3 separate regions of the Gossypium hirsutum genome follow, and regions 1 and 3 are each linked to region 2. A link is a contact called in public Hi-C data. All regions are on one chromosome and are shown on one strand. The core of a region is the stretch at or near the end of the contact, and the rest is flanking DNA. Distances in the headings are between cores, read along the strand shown.

Evidence for each region. Hi-C and Micro-C count contacts between places; a contact is called where the count stands out from the background.
Region 1: a contact with region 2 is called in a Hi-C map of leaf, with 2.3 times the contacts expected there. The contact joins two enhancer-like sites. A contact is called at or near these places in 7 of 34 Hi-C or Micro-C datasets (callus, hypocotyl and leaf).
Region 3: a contact with region 2 is called in a Hi-C map of leaf, with 1.8 times the contacts expected there. The contact joins the promoter of LOC107932580 here to the enhancer-like site in region 2.

The regions. Positions count from the first base shown.
Region 1 is chrA12:6,868,085-6,871,332 of Gossypium_hirsutum_v2.1, forward strand. No RefSeq gene overlaps it. Among protein-coding and RNA genes, the nearest start is that of LOC121210844, 4.9 kb to the left of the region's middle. Within about 2 kb of position 1,832, at least 4 of the 9 cell types and tissues checked have an H3K27ac peak or open chromatin away from gene starts, as enhancers often do. A contact at or near this core is called in leaf, where this site is marked.
Region 2 is chrA12:6,707,413-6,710,391 of Gossypium_hirsutum_v2.1, forward strand. No RefSeq gene overlaps it. Among protein-coding and RNA genes, the nearest start is that of LOC107921438, 24 kb to the left of the region's middle. Within about 2 kb of position 1,564, at least 5 of the 9 cell types and tissues checked have an H3K27ac peak or open chromatin away from gene starts, as enhancers often do. A contact at or near this core is called in leaf, where this site is marked.
Region 3 is chrA12:6,851,980-6,855,121 of Gossypium_hirsutum_v2.1, forward strand. LOC107932580 (protein EARLY-RESPONSIVE TO DEHYDRATION 7, chloroplastic) reads right to left here and starts at 1,588. Exons shown (of 5, transcript XR_005906064.1): 1 at 491-1,588; 2 at 85-251.

The sequences.
Region 1 (3,248 bases), core at 582-3,081, 160 kb after region 2:
ATATAAACAAAATGTTTACTAAATAGAAAATGCACCTTAAATGCTTAATACACCCCCAAACCTAAATGGTGCATTGTCTTCAATGCATGTATAGGCATGAAACATGAACACAAGAAGATATATAAGTAAAACAAATGTTATGGCAAAAAAAAAAAAAAAATTGGAACGCATGATGCAAGAAAATGAAGAAAACTTCCCTGGCTTGGAGCTTGTATGGTTATTTCATTCTTTTCTGCAGGTGGATTTGCGTGCACTGTGCTTGTAACACATTTTCCTTTTCAATGATTGGAGTGACACATCTTCTTGTTCATCATCAGATTTGATGATTTCATCAATAATTTTCTTCTTCCTTACAATTAGTCACAATACTGACTAATTTCATTTTCTCTGTTTCTGCCTCTGGTTCTTTGTTTTCTTTCTCTGCAGTAGCAACGTCTTGGGAACAGGGTTTGTTTCAATTGGCTGGACTTTACCAACCCCTTCTACTACAATTTTCTGCAATTCCTTAAGGAAGTCGGGAAAAGCAGGCATTGACTTAGTGAAATTCTTTTGAAGGGACCTTTTCAGAGTAGTTTCCCTCCTCTCCACATAGGCCTAGTACAGAGCCAACTTGTCCCATACTTTTGCCAAATCCGCAGTAAGCTGAAGTTGCTGAGTCTTGAAAAGATTAGTTTGCTTTTGTAACTTCGCCAATGAACTGAGCACTTATTGCTCAAAGAAACTGTTAGAAGTGGATGTGGTTGCAGTGGCAAATATTAGCGTAAAGGATGTTGAGGCTGAACTAAGAGGTTATTTTCGTGGCAAATCCTCCCCAAAAATCTTTGCAATAATCAACCTTATAATGGCCCCTTTATTTGGGACGACATCATCATTAGCTTGGACTGAGACATTAACACGCTGGCAAAGCGCGGTGATTAAATAAGGAAAGTTCACATTCCTGATATTCTTTTGTGCACATTAGTGTACTTTGTTGAATATAATCTTACCCATATTAATTTTCCTACTCTGTATGATAGAATGGAGCAGCAACATCCGCTCCTTAGAAACTGTTGAGTTATGGGTCGAAATGAGTAGGTGCGCCTTAAAGAAGTGATACCACACCCTGCACTTGGGCTTCAAAGATGCCCTTTCCACGGGGTAATAATCTTTCCTTAACACCGTCCATTTAGTTCCTGTCACACATAAGTCTTAAAGAACCTAAGTTAACCTATCAACAATGATGGTTACAACAAACTCGGTATGCTCGCATTGGATATCAGAAAGACCATACCGAGCATTTATCGTGTCCACATCAAATAAGACCAAAACTCCTTGCACATATATAAAAACAACATTTGAGGAAGTAAGGTGAGCATAGAACTCACAAACAATCTTGGTCAGCATATCCTTCGAATGCAAACAAAAAATTTTCCATCCATGTTGCTTAATGATAAAAGAAATGGAAGCATTGTATCCCATGAAAGGCTCTATTTAAAAAGAAAGCCTTCTTCCAAACAAAAAAGTCGCTTGAAGATGTTGTTCTGGTATCGCTTTTCTACCGCAGTGTTAAAGAAAGTGCGAGGTGGCATAGTAGATGATTGAAGGATAGATCGTCTAGCCATTATGGAAAGTTAAGGTAAAAGTTTGTGTAGAAAAGGAAGGAAAAAAATCTACAGTGTTTGAAGAAAGCACAAATAAACATGGAGAGAAATAAAATTTAAGGTAACTGTAAAAGAATTGAAGAGGTTAGGTAAAATAAAATGACGGCAAAGGAAGGAGTAAATAGGGTATGACGTGAGTGATGGGAGGCCGATAATTATGGCCTATCTTTAATGTGATGGAAATTTGGAGGGAAAGTGAAAAAGTTATGGGCCCACATATTTGGGAAACAAAATCGCAATGGGCCAATGGGTATCATATGACCCAACCTCACAATTGTTGTTATGAGATAGCGTTGATGGTTCAGGAAAATTAGATGTGCAGAGTAAGTTTTGTAGCATGGAGGAGGGAAAACAAAGAGATTTTTGGGGGGAATTGTGAAGTGACCTAACCCTAGAACATGACCCCTATACTTGTGGATATTACCTTTCATATATTTTATGTAAGATTTTTACTCTGTACGTTGGTACATTCGGAGGCGGTCACCCTCCCACTAATAATAAAACTTATATCTTGCACGTCGATAGTTCATTGAAGAATGATTTCAGAGTCGGTATATTGCTGACTAATCCTGAAGGTAATGGATGGTAGTATGGTTTCTTGTTTGCCTTTTCCATTTTTAATGGCGCTACGAAATATTGAGCACTCATTGTCAGGTTAGAATTGGCTCAAAAATTAAGGGTCAAGAAGCTTTATGTTTACATTAATTCCTAGTGAGTAACCAAACAGATCCATGGAGAGTACGAGGTTAAAGAGCCCACCTTATCCAAATATTACTCCTTAGTAATGAGCTTACTGAAGAAGAATCTGGAGATTCAAGTTGATAGGATATCCCATGCTGAGAATACTCGAGTTGACTTCCTATCTAGATTAGTTTCCATTGTTGAGATTGTGCAGTGGACAAAATGTTACTTAAGCACAATGAACGCCCTAGTTGAGACGATGGGCCAGGTTTTTAGTATTGAATCTGAAGATACCTAGATGACTCCCCTAGTTATCTTCTTAATCTTGTGATAACACTTCTTCCGATCCTAAAGAGCGTAATAGGCTTCATTGCTTGGCCTCTCGTTATTTACTCATTGATGGGGTCTTGTATAAGAAAGGATATCTACAACTAGTTTTGAGATGTTTGGGTCCTTCTAAAGCTGAGTATGCGATGTGAGAATTGTGAGAAGGAATAGGTGAGAACCATCCGGGTACCAAAGCCATTGCTCGAAAGATCTTCCAACAGGTATACTATTGGCACACCCATTAAAAAGATGTGTCATCCTTCATGCTGAAATGTGAGCCTTGTTAGAAGTCCTCTCGCTTATTCCCCAAATGGTAGTCAAACCCTTGCAAAGCATTTCTAGTTCTTGACCTTTCTCAACTTGGGGATTGAATATTATTGGGCTCTTCCTACCAACCATGGTGAAAAAAAAAAAATCATCATTGCGACAATTGAGTACTTCACCAAATAGATGAAAGCGAAAGCTTTGGCCACCATCATATATAAATAAATGGAGAACTTCATATGGAAGACTGTTATCTACTAATATGGGATCCCACAACTGATCATCACAAATAACGATATTCAGTTCTAAGGGAAATTTAAGGAATTTAGAGATACC
Region 2 (2,979 bases), core at 314-2,813:
TGAAATTGAGAGACTAGTGCGGCATTTTATTTGGGCTCAGGAATTCTTTCGTGTAAGCCTGCGTTGGTGAGCTGGTATAGATGTTATGCGCCTCTTGAGACTGGAGGTTTGGGGATACAGCATATGGGTGACTAGACCAAGGTATCTTCGCTTAAGCTAGGCTTTGGCATTGTTACTAATATTAATGTTCTGTTGGTTCAGGTTTTACGGGCTAAGAATAATGTCCAAGGAATTTGCCCATTGTCGATCGCGAGGAGCAGTTGTTAGTATGTTTGGTGATCAATTTCACACAATTTTTTTTTTTTGGGGGGGGGGTATTACGGGCATTAAGTGGTCGATAGGTAATGGACGTTTGCTCAACTTGTGGAATGATTCGTGGCTTGACGATGTTGGCCCGCTGAAGCAGTTCTATACTGTGGTGCTCCTTTAGAAGACAGCACTCTGGTTCGGCACCCGGTTACCTGTGAAGGTGAGTGGTCGTGGGAAACGCTTGAACAAGTGCTCACTCATCATATCGCCGCTCGGATAGTTGGTGTTTTTCTACCCTCTTATAGTGCTTCGAAAGATAGGTTAATGTGAATGTGGTCCTCCGATCCGCTTCTGCAACTTTTAAATAGATTACAGTGTTTAAATGTCTTGATGGTAGTGCGGATTGGTCCTTGGTCTGGCAAAATGATGCGCCACATATCCCCTTGCAGCTCCTCTCTTAGTTGCACCTCCAGCTCCTCTCTTAACAGGTTACACTACAAGGGCCTCATTCCTTCCGGTAAGGTCTCCTAAGGCCTCCTTCATAGCCCCTTGCAGCTCCTCTCTTAACTACACCTTCATCTCCTCCTAGGACTTCGCTATGTCGGACTTTAACTCATCAAGGGAATCCTTAATGTCCTCCAGTCAAGTTGGGACATCACTCACTACGGACTCAACATCGATCATTCAGGTCTCCATGATCGCCACAAAGTCCTTTGAGCTCCCTCATGAGCCTCCTTTCTTGCTCTTCATTGTCACTCGAGTCTCCACCACCCTTTCCCCTTGCTTGCTCCTCTTATCTGATTTGTAGTCATCTCTCACTCACCACAAGAGCTAACTGCTAACTCTGATATCATTTGTCATAGGTCGAGACTCTAACTCTGCCAATATGCAACCTTAGGCACTAGTCTTTCACCAACAATGCCTAAGTCAACCTTCGATCCTTGCTTCGGAGAGTCCCTTAACAAAGCTCTAGGCCTAGAGAAGCACACCCACATCAAATGAGAACAAAAGGGAGTTGGGATAATCTGGAATTGTTATTACTCAATAAGTTAACTTATGTTATAAATGGAGGGGTGCCTTCCTTTATATATGCCAAACCCCTTTGATCCAACGGTCACGATCAAATACAATAGATAATCAAGAACTTATTTTTAGAATATTTTATACAACTCTTTCAAAAGGTTCTACTTTATTCCACAAGGTTTGGATCTCTTCCTTGGGCTTCCGGATTTTTGGTACCCCAGACCCATTCTTCTCACATGTGCACTTTTTTGGGCCTGTTGCAGCTAAGGGGGCCTCCCTAGGCCCTTGTTGGCCACCATTCGCACCTTAGGGCCTCCACCTGTACTTAGGGTGGCTTGCTCCACACCTTTGGGTGACCGTGACACCAGCCTATGCTGCTTCTAAATCAGTACTTTGTTGAGTCTATATGGTGCTTATGTATGATCATAATCTATTCGGCTGAAAACATTGTCTAATGCCAACCAATCTTTAGCTGATTTAATCAATCTTGGACCGAAGCATTGTGCAAATAAATCTATTCTGCTATGATTCCTAGACTAGTAAATACCTAACTCCTAGATTGGTACATGGTTAAATTGATTGAAGTTGTTGGTTGGCGTCATCTATTTTTCTCTCATGATGTTATCTTCAATTAAGCTATCATTGATTTATTATCATTCTATTTCCTTTGAACTTCATCTTTTTTCGTGTGATTTTTCTTACAAGTTTGGCCAATCTTTTGTCTGATGCATGGTAGACAGGATGAGGATGCAATGGTTTCTTTAGTGATTATGCAGAATAACGTAAGGAACGTTTTGAACTTGTTGGCCCTACCTATTCTAATTGTAATAGTGGCACAGGTCTCTGGGGCTGCTGCCGTGGTGATCCAGTTATTCGCAGCTACTTTTATGAGGTACCTAAGCTAAGGTTACTTGGTCTCTCTAGAACAAAACATGCATTATTCTCTAATCAAATAGTCGACCTTGGTCTGATCGTCTCACTAGCTTTCTCTAACATGATATCCCCTCTTACAGATCGAAACATATTGGTAATATCCGTAGACGATGAAAATTCAAGAGTTGGAAGAAAATAATAAGCACATGGATCTACAGTCCCATGACATGTATGTTACAGACACTTTATTTTGACGCCCGTAGGAACAAAAACTTTTAAAACAAGGATCCGAATCAAGTGCCCCATGGATAATGCATACCAGAAATAAATGATAAGAATATTTGAGGTCAGGTAAGGTGAGTTTGTGTCGAGGAGAGAGGAGGGGGATTTGGATGTCTGAAACTGACCTTCCGCTAAGGTTAAAGCAGTCCCACATGCAGCCAAAAGATTTAAGAGGTAGGTTGGTAGGTAGGTAATGTCATCTTCAGCTTCTCCATCTATCTATTTAGGACAGCTCTCTTTTTTTTCCTCCACCCAAGCACATGACATCCAGGTGCTGCTGCGCTGGCTTGCTTGTCAGCCCACTCCAATTATTGCAACCTTAACCCACATTTAGGATCGCAAGTAACCAATCATGTAATTATAAAATCCCAATCTTTATAACTACAAAAATGAAACTTTAATCTGATAAATAAGAATAAATATAGATGCTGAAGTTTCATACTTGACATTTGTTAAATTTGAGCTTTTAATGATGAGTGCGTGAATGAATTAAGGATGACAGTGTTTCACTTCAGTTGTTGATTTTGGTAGATCCGTTCTTAGGCCTTTAAT
Region 3 (3,142 bases), core at 338-2,837, 140 kb after region 2:
ATGAAAGTTGCATCCTAGCAGAGAAGACGAGATATAGTAAATCCATAACAAATAAGGTAAAGTTGACGAGAGGAAACAACTTACTAAATCCATCCAAGGAAGCAAGAACGATTTCTCCAGGCAGCAGGTTGAAAAATTTCTTACCAACTTTGGAGTTAACAATTGAACCTGTGAAGAATCCAGACACTTTAACCACACCTGAAAGAATTCCAGTGGCCACTTTCTCTGACATCTTTGTTAACTTCTTAACCCTGAAACCAGAATCAAATCACCTCATGATTCCAAAATCATTTTTAACAAAGGAATATGCTGAAATTTGTCCTATGGAATTGTACTGAAGGCAACAGAAGTTTAACATAAAGCTACCATAATGCTTAATAATAATAGCCTCTGTTTCACAAGCACTTAAGCTTTCCAAGTACAGTCTCAAATGTTAAGCAGCTCCAAATTCATCATAAAAAGGGACTTATGTTATGATCAAGAAACAAACCTTTTCATCCTTCTCAAGGCCTCTGGAGAGATCTCAGAGGTTGAACCTGACTTTATCCTCTTACTCAAGAAATCATTGCCCCATTTCAACCTATCAACAGTGACATCGCCGCACCACAAAATCCCCTTCACAACGTACCCTGACCCCGATGCTATTGCCTTTGCTATAGACCCGTTATAGTCTTCAACATTGGGCGCCAGAGTCGTCCAATACGCCATTGCACTTCCCACGATTAAGTCCCTTTTTTCCTTTCTATTCAACTCTTCGGGCGCCACATTTCTCGCATCCACAAGATTCCAGTTCTCTATCCCTTTCACTTGTTGCACCGAAAAGCAACTGTAAGTTTCCAAGATTCTATCAAGTTCCTTCAACAAACCCTCTTGCCCTTTTGCAGCTATTGTCAGACCATAGTTCAAAACATCCTCGGTTTGATTAGAATCTTTTCCGTCTTCAAACGACCCATTCGATGGCACTCTAAGAGTAAAGAAATAGTGGGAAGCATCAAGTTTCACAACAGGCTCATCTTTAGCCAAAGGCCATTGAATATCGTCACCAAGGCGAGCAAAAACAGCAACAACGTTGTCGCCTTGAAGGAGACTAACAATACAGAGGTCACCACAAGCAAGCTCAACGCTTGTTTCTCGCTCAATAAGGTGAACAATGGCACCAGGAACCTTGAGGAGGAGTTGTTCAGCAGAATCTTGGTGGGTGTGCAAGGCGGTGGCGTCGTCAGGGAAGAGGTTTTCGGCTAAATCTTTCATGTCCAAAGAAGGGTACAAAGAAGACGAGGAAGAAGGAGAAGAAGAAGTGGCGTCTGGGTTTGAAAGATCGACCTGTGGGTAAAGAGAGGACGGATGTTCTGGAGGAGAAGAATACATGATCTTAGCTTTGCTCAGGTCTGGCCTTCTAGGTTCGGTGGTTGATTAGTTAGCTTGCAATTGGTTTTGGGTTAGGCGGATGAGTGCATTTAAGGTGGGACAAGCCTAGGATAGAAGAAATAAAACTATACAAAGACGTGTCGGTTGGGTCTTGGGAAAGGCGAGTTGCACATGGCATTCATAGGAGAAACCGCGTCATAACAGTGGCAGATAGCCGTCTTTCTTTATGGATGATGGATATCTTATGGCTATTTATTAGCATCCGACAAGCTGCTGCTCTCTCTTACTTTGGAGTATGTAAAATTAAAACATTATTTTATTAAATATCTTCTTTCTTTTTTTTTAATATTTTTACAAAATTGTAAGGGTGAGTTTGGATAGGCGATGCGTTTATCTGTAGTTAGTGTAAAAATAGCGATGGCGGTGAAATTAGATACTGTAGCGATACTGTAGCGTGAGATAAAAAGTAAGCTAAATGCACCGCACCGCACCTAATCGCCTATTCAAACTCACCCTAAGTCTCACCATGGAGACCCCGATAGTTAGAAGAAATTAGTCGTGAATATTTGATTGAGTCAAGTAAAATTTTTTTAAGTTAGTCGAGTTGATAAATTCTATTTTAACAATCAAGTTTAATTTAATTTGTTTCGAATCGAATCGAGTCAAAAAATCTTAAGTTAAATCGAGTCGAGTTAACGAATTATATTGTTTATACTTAGGGTCCTTTTGTTTACATGTAAAAGGTTTTATAAAAAATGTTTTTTGAAAAATGACTTACACTTTTAAAAAGCGTAAGTTATTTTTCAGAAAAGAGCTTATCTATAAATAATTTTATTTTTATATAAAAATTAATCTATAAATAATTTTATTTTTATATAAAAATTAATTTAAATCAAGTTTAATATTATTATATTGATAATAAATTTTATTTTTTATTTTTAAAAATATTTAAAATATTATATTTTTTAATATTATTAAACATACATATTTAATTATTTATATTTAGTCATATAATAAATTATTAATATAATAAATATAATTTATTATTTTAAAAATTATTTAATATTTCAATCTTATTTTGATAATAAATTTTAAAAATAATAATTTTAGATAATATTATTCACATATTATTGAAAATATTTAATATTAATATTTTAATAATAAATATTTATTATAATTATAAATATATTAATAATAAATGTTTTATATTATAAAGGTTAAAATATGTCATAAGCCTATGTACACTTCTCAGATTTGTAATTTAGTCTATGTACTTTTATTTTCAAGAATTTAGTCCATTTACTTTTTAAATTTGAAAATCAAGTCCAATTGTTAACATCGTTAAATTTTTTTATCAATTTTGTTGATGTCACATCTTTAAATTCAAATACTCACTTAGTAGTCATGTAATTAAAAAATGACGTTGTAATGAATCTAAATTTAACATAATATTTTTAATATATGCAAAAATAATGTAAAATATAAAATTATAGATAAAAATAAATTCAATTAAACAATGAAAAAAAATCTCAAATGTATGTTTGTTTGATTGAAAACAACGAAATATTTTTAAGAAATCTACCAAACAATAAAAAATATTTTACACAGATTCATCCAAACACCAGAAAATATTAATTTTTCCAGAAAAATAAATCATTTTCCAGAAATCATTTTCTAGAAGTCATTTTCAGTGAAGCAAATGGAGCCTTAATGTTGTATTTAGATGGACTGATTATTTAAATAGTAGACGAAGTACAAGATTATTTAATTGCAT